Regions from separate parts of the Mus musculus genome. Here region 1 is linked to region 2. A link is a contact called in public promoter capture Hi-C data. All regions are on one chromosome and are shown on one strand. Each heading gives the region's core, a stretch centred on a gene start, on an enhancer-like site or on the middle of the called end of the contact. The rest is flanking DNA. Distances are from core to core; before and after follow the strand shown.

Region 1 (2,700 bases), core at 142-2,641, 250 kb before region 2:
TCCTGAAACCCCAGACTGCCAGTCTACAGAGCCGGCCACTTTCTCAACGCAACTCTAATTCCAGATCGACATCCTCCAAGCACTTGTTGAACAAAAGGGCTCGCGAGTCTGTAGTCGCAGCCTTCCGGAACGCTGCCGGGGCGCAGGAGCCTTCCGGGCTAGCGCCCTACGCTGCGAGCTCCCCGCACACCCGAAGGCCGTGTCAAGCAGCCAGTAAGGTGCGGAGAGAAGGCAACGCACCCAGCCGCCTAAACTTTCTCAATCTCTCCAAGCTTTCGCTGTGAAGTTAGATCAAGGAAGGAGGCACAAACCACCGTATAGGAGGAAATGAGAGCGTCATCCTCAATAAAGGCAGAAAAAGATTTAAAGAGATGAGAATCCAATGAAGAGCACCTACTGTGCGCAAGACTCTGGGTCAAGAACTACGTGTAGTACGTTCTCACACTGTCAAGATAGCCCCTGAGGGGCCGCCCTCACTTGATACAGACGCCAACTGCGACTCAAAAAGGTGGCCCATCTCAGTCAGGCTCAGGTCTCAGGGCGGGTCACGGCGAGGCCAGGGCTGGGTTGGTCTTTCCCACTGTCCCAGAGCTGAACACAGCCAAGCGGGTCCCCATCCCTCATCAAAGCTCACAATTATCCAAGTGAACCTTGTGGACCTGCCGCCCCCACCCCACCCCGTGAGGGGTGTCAACGCCCGCTGCCACCAGGCAGGCACTTTGCCCATCGGATTCTAGTCGTACCCTCAGGTTCCTGAGCTACGCACTGCGCGGAGCGACACCAACCGGGGGCTCAGCTTGCCCGGGCAGACCGCCCACGCCCACCCCGCCACCCCCACTCTGCGCACAGCGGCTCCCCCCTCGACCCCGCCAGCACTAGTCCCCATCCCCACCGGCAACTGTGCCCTGACACACAATTCCACAAACGTAGTCTGAAAAGTGCACATCCCATCGAGCGCAACGATCCCCACGAGGACACGCCATTCTAGAGCCACGCCACCGTCCGCGGTCAGCTGCAAGCCCACTACGCAGAGAAACAGGCACCATCAGTACCGGCGCACACACACCCGTTCACTCACAGCCGGGTCGCAGCGAGCGGGTCACACACGCTCCCTCCATGCAACCCCGCAGTCCCGCAGTTTCCCCTTTCCTACCGGCTCTGGAGCTGGACGCGGTCCGCTGGCTTCTCGAGCCCAAGTTCTGCGGTGGCCGAGGCTGGGGAGGTGACCGAGAGAGCGGGCGTTTGCGCTCCCGCAGCCGCCGCGCCTGCTCTGCGACCTTCGCCGCTCGGAGAGACAAAAGGATCCGCCGGCCCAGGAGAGAGCGAGGTGTGGGCGACGGCCGCTCTGCAGGTCCACCACCCGCAGCCGCCGCCAGCCCGGGAAGGAAGGGAAGAGAAGGCGGGACCCGGAGGCGGAGGCCGGGGCGGGGCGCATCGCAAGGGCGGGCACTCAAGTTTCCAACGGACCCGCCTCCTGCTTCGACCACGCCCCCAGTCTTAGCCCCGCCTCAGCCGCAGCCTGGTCACGCCCCCGCCCTTTGCCACACCCGCTGCTGGACCCTCGGTGCGCCCACTCTGGTCCATATAGCTCCCTGATCACTCGCAGATTCTCAGCGCAGCAGAGGATACGATGGGTGTTAAGGCCACTGGGACTCGGGACGGGGAGACTCTGGGGGGGTGGAAGGGGAAGGAGAGCAGGGGAGGGGCCGAGCACTGGCCCCACCTCCCTAACCCTTGGCCTCTGGCCTGCGGGTGGGGAGAGGCCGAGAGGCGGTGCCCAAAAGGGCCGGCCTTACGCCAGCACCCACCCACCCCGCCCCCGCCCCCGCCCCCGCCGTACTTGGAAGGAAGTACAGTCCCAATGGCCAGGGAAGTGGAAAAGAGGCTTGAGTTGCCCTAGGCTCCCCAGGACCATCTGGGATGCCTGCAAGGATCTCCTCCCTCTCCACATCAGTCCCGTGTGCATCTGTCACCCACTTTCCTGCGCGTGGTTTAAGAGAAGAGCTTGGCCTGGAGGTGGAAGACCTACGTTCCAGCTGTAATTACTTCTGCTAACTCATCCAGCCATCTTGCCAAGAAAACCCTTGGATTCCCTCAGCCTCGGTTTCCTCACCAATAAACTGGACAACGAGGAGATCCAGAATCCTTCTTGGGGTCTTTGCCTCCCTGACATTCAGTGTGGTTTCAGTTTCCTGGTGAGGAGGCGGGGGCTTGGTTGACATCTCCCATAATAGGGACATCTGGCCTTGTGGGTCCCAGTGGTGCTTCCTTCAGACTCCCAGCATACTCTGGCAGATCGCACCTGCCATGCCCACCCACTGCAAATATCCCAGAAGACAGGTAACCACAGAAACAGCTTATATGAGGAGCTGGGCGAGCCTGTTGTGCAGAGATGAAACTGTCTCTCTGGCGTCTCTAGGGAAAAACTCAAATCCCTCCTTCAAATCCTCCTCCACAAAAACATGTGAGTGAACTCCTACTATTCAGGAGGCTGCCAGGGGTACCTGTAGTAGAGCAGCTCGGAGGTGGAGCTCTGGGGCCTTCTCCACTCCTCCCTGCCTCTGGTGCAGAAAGGCAAAACTAAACCCAGAGGGCTCAAGGGAATGACAGCTGTGAGAGTTAACAGCGCACCACCTGACTGATTTCGAGGGCTAACCTTTGGGTCTCTCTGGCCATGATCGCTTCCTTCTCAGTAAAGAC
Region 2 (2,823 bases), core at 96-2,595:
TTACAATGATGGGGGGGGCATTGTAACTCCTTACATAGTTGAACAGTGTTCACAGCTGCATAATGCATGCTAAACAGCAGGGATCGGGATCGAGCCAGTCTCTGCAGTAACAAAGGGACAGATGGGCAGAATGTGGTGTGTTCGAGCAAACAGGATTATTACTCAGTCACAAGAAAGAGGGGCATGCTAGCATGCTACCGCGGAGATCAACCTTGAACACCACATGGTAAATGAAATGAGCTAGACACAAAAGGTCAGGACTGGACGAGCCCATGCGATGAGGCAACTTCACAGTCAGCAACTAGAGCAAAGGTCGACAGCAGCTGGCCAGATTAGCAGTCAAGGGGCACAGGGTGTCAGCAGGGCAGTAACGAAGCTTTGGAGGAGTACAGTGGAGATGCCACACAGTGGCACATACTTAGTGCCACTGAATTTCATGTTTAAAAGAGGGTTCAAGTAAGGGCTAGAGACAATGGCTTTGCAGTGAAAGGAGCTTGTGTTCCAGAAGGACCCAAGTTCAGTTCTCATTACCCACATGGGGCAGCTCACAACTGCAAGTAACCCTCTTCTAGCCTCCTCAGGCACCTGCACACATGCATACTTACATACACACACACACACACACACACACACACAAATTTAGATTTATTTTCATTTCATGTGCATTGGGGTTTTGTGCATATATGTCTTTATGTCTGCATGATGGTGTCGGATTCTCTGGAACTGGAGTTACAGACAGTTGTGAGCTGCCATGTGGGTGCTGATAATAGAACCTGGGTCCTCTGGAAGAGCAGCCAGTGCTCTAAGTGCTGAGCCATCTCTCCAGTCCCATACATATAACATTTTAAAAATCTTTTAAAAAAATGTTTAAAAGGTCGTATGACACATACCCCAAATGGTGGTTATTTTGTCAATGTGAGAGTCTAGAATGTAGGAGAGAGACTTCTGCATATGCCTGAGAGAGTTTCTAGATGGGATGGTTGTGGTGGGAAGATGCACCCACACTGTGGGCAGCACTATTCCCTGGCTGGGGTCCTGCACTGAATCCAAAGGACAAGGAGAGCTGAGTGCTAGCGTCCACCTCTCTGCTTGACTGCAAATGCAATGGGATCTGGTGCCTCAGGAGTACCCCTCCACGATGCACTGACTTCCCTAACAGTGACCCCAATAAACCCTTTCTCAAGTTTTCATCATGATTCACCGTGCGAAGTGGAGCTGGGCCCAGGTGCCAAACAGACGAGTATGGCAGTGGAGCGGGAGGCTGGCTCTGCTGCCTGGCTCTCCCTGGACCTGCAGATGTGACTCCTTCGGGCACTGGCCTTTTGCATGGAAACCACTTAAGAGCCAGAAGGGAAATTCAAGTTGAGTCATTACTGCAGGATGTGCAAAGGCAGTACCGGCAGGACCTCCCCCCCTCAACTTGGCATCCTCAGAGGAAATGATTTTGTTTTGCAGCCTCCCCTGTCACCTAGCCTGCTCATCGGGGACAACTGTGTTTCCTATCTTAAGACATTTCCAAATGGGGCGTGCTGGCGAGCACTTCTACAAATACATCCGGGAGGAGCCGGCCACACTCCAGATCTGGGGCCCAGTGCCTCCAGGGCTTCTACAGGAAAAGGCTGCAGCTGGCAGGAAGCCTGGGGTCTCCTAGCTTGCTTTCTGGGCAATTAATTAATTAATTAAAATTTAAAAACGGTACCAGAATAGAGCAGATTGGAGGCCACTCAGTCCCCAAAGGGTGCTCACTCCCTTTGCTCCCAATGAAATCAAGACCCCGGGAGGATCCTGTTGTGTTTGCTTGGGCTTCAGCCTCCTCTTTCTTTTCCCAAGTGCCTAGAAACCCACAGATCCACCCATGGGATTCCCCTGCACGCGCCTTTAGCTCTGAAGGCCTACCAGGAGCAACAGCTTTTGCCCCAAGCCCTGTGGAACGTTCTCACTGTCCCACTTCCTCAGCTCCATTCTCTATCAATATTTCCAAGTCCACCGATGTCATGTGCCTGACTGGGGCCCTGGCAGGAAGGATAAGAATAATATCCAGATGGGCATCCCATCTCTTCTCCTCTGATATACCCCACTGCTACCTCTGTCCCCTCAGTTAAATGCAAACCCTGGTATAAACCTGCTCATTGCCCTAGAGTGTGTGTGGTCATCACGGTCCTTGGGGTTCTGCGGGTGAGGGCACAGGATGGCATGGCAGCGTTTCCAATGGTATCGCCATGGTTACCGGGAACCCTTGCCTGAATAGTTGGTAGCCCTCACCTAACTCAGGCAGGTTGATGGCTTCCGCTCCCCAGGAAGGGGACATACATGTTCTGCTCCTGGCCTTTGCCCATTATCACCGTGGTCACCTAGTATCACCTGGCCAGGAGTCAAGCACTCAGTGTTCTTCTGGGAACCTGCCATTGCTGGGGGTGGCTAAAGTGAGGGTTAAGTCAAGAGCTAGGCCTGTCAAGAGCGGAGCTAAGATGTTAAAGAGTAGGGGTGGGGTGGGGTGGACCACTCTAGGATGGTGCCCTATGCACTGAATGTGCCCTGAGAACTCCCAGGCTGTGGGCACTCAGAGGAGATGTGGGTGCAAGCCATAGCAGTCTCATGGTACACACATTCCCTGCCTCTCTCCTTACCTCTTTTAACAGGGAGCTCTGCTTAGTTACATTAAAGGCAATGGCTCTTCACTTGTAAAGCCAACCCCTGAGGGGAAATCACAATTTTTCAGCAGAAATGTCTTCAGTGACTCTTCAAAAAGTGTCTTGCTCTCATTCCCTTCATGGTGAGAAGCTCACAGGACTGGAACAATCCAGGCTTGAGACTCTTCACCAG

The links. Promoter capture Hi-C pulls out the DNA fragments that hold promoters and counts their contacts.
Region 1: a promoter capture Hi-C map of liver shows a contact between it and region 2. The contact joins the promoter of Hpcal1 here to the enhancer-like site in region 2. A contact is called at or near these places in 6 of 39 promoter capture datasets (the HPC-7 cell line, cranial neural crest, embryonic stem cells and 3 more), 1 of 115 datasets of contacts at active chromatin or transcription factors (embryonic stem cells) and 1 of 9 other capture datasets (adipose tissue).

What each region holds. Positions count from the first base shown.
Region 1 is chr12:17,689,500-17,692,199 of GRCm38.p6, reverse strand. Hpcal1 (hippocalcin-like 1) reads right to left here and starts at 1,391. Exons shown (of 5, transcript NM_001361645.1): 1 at 1,154-1,391.
Region 2 is chr12:17,439,088-17,441,910 of GRCm38.p6, reverse strand. The region is part of intron 1 of Gm36752 (a long non-coding RNA gene); the gene reads right to left. Among named protein-coding and RNA genes, the nearest start is that of Gm36752, 4.0 kb to the right of the region's middle. Within about 2 kb of position 1,345, at least 37 of the 459 cell types and tissues checked have an H3K27ac peak or open chromatin away from gene starts, as enhancers often do. A contact at or near this core is called in the HPC-7 cell line and liver, where this site is marked.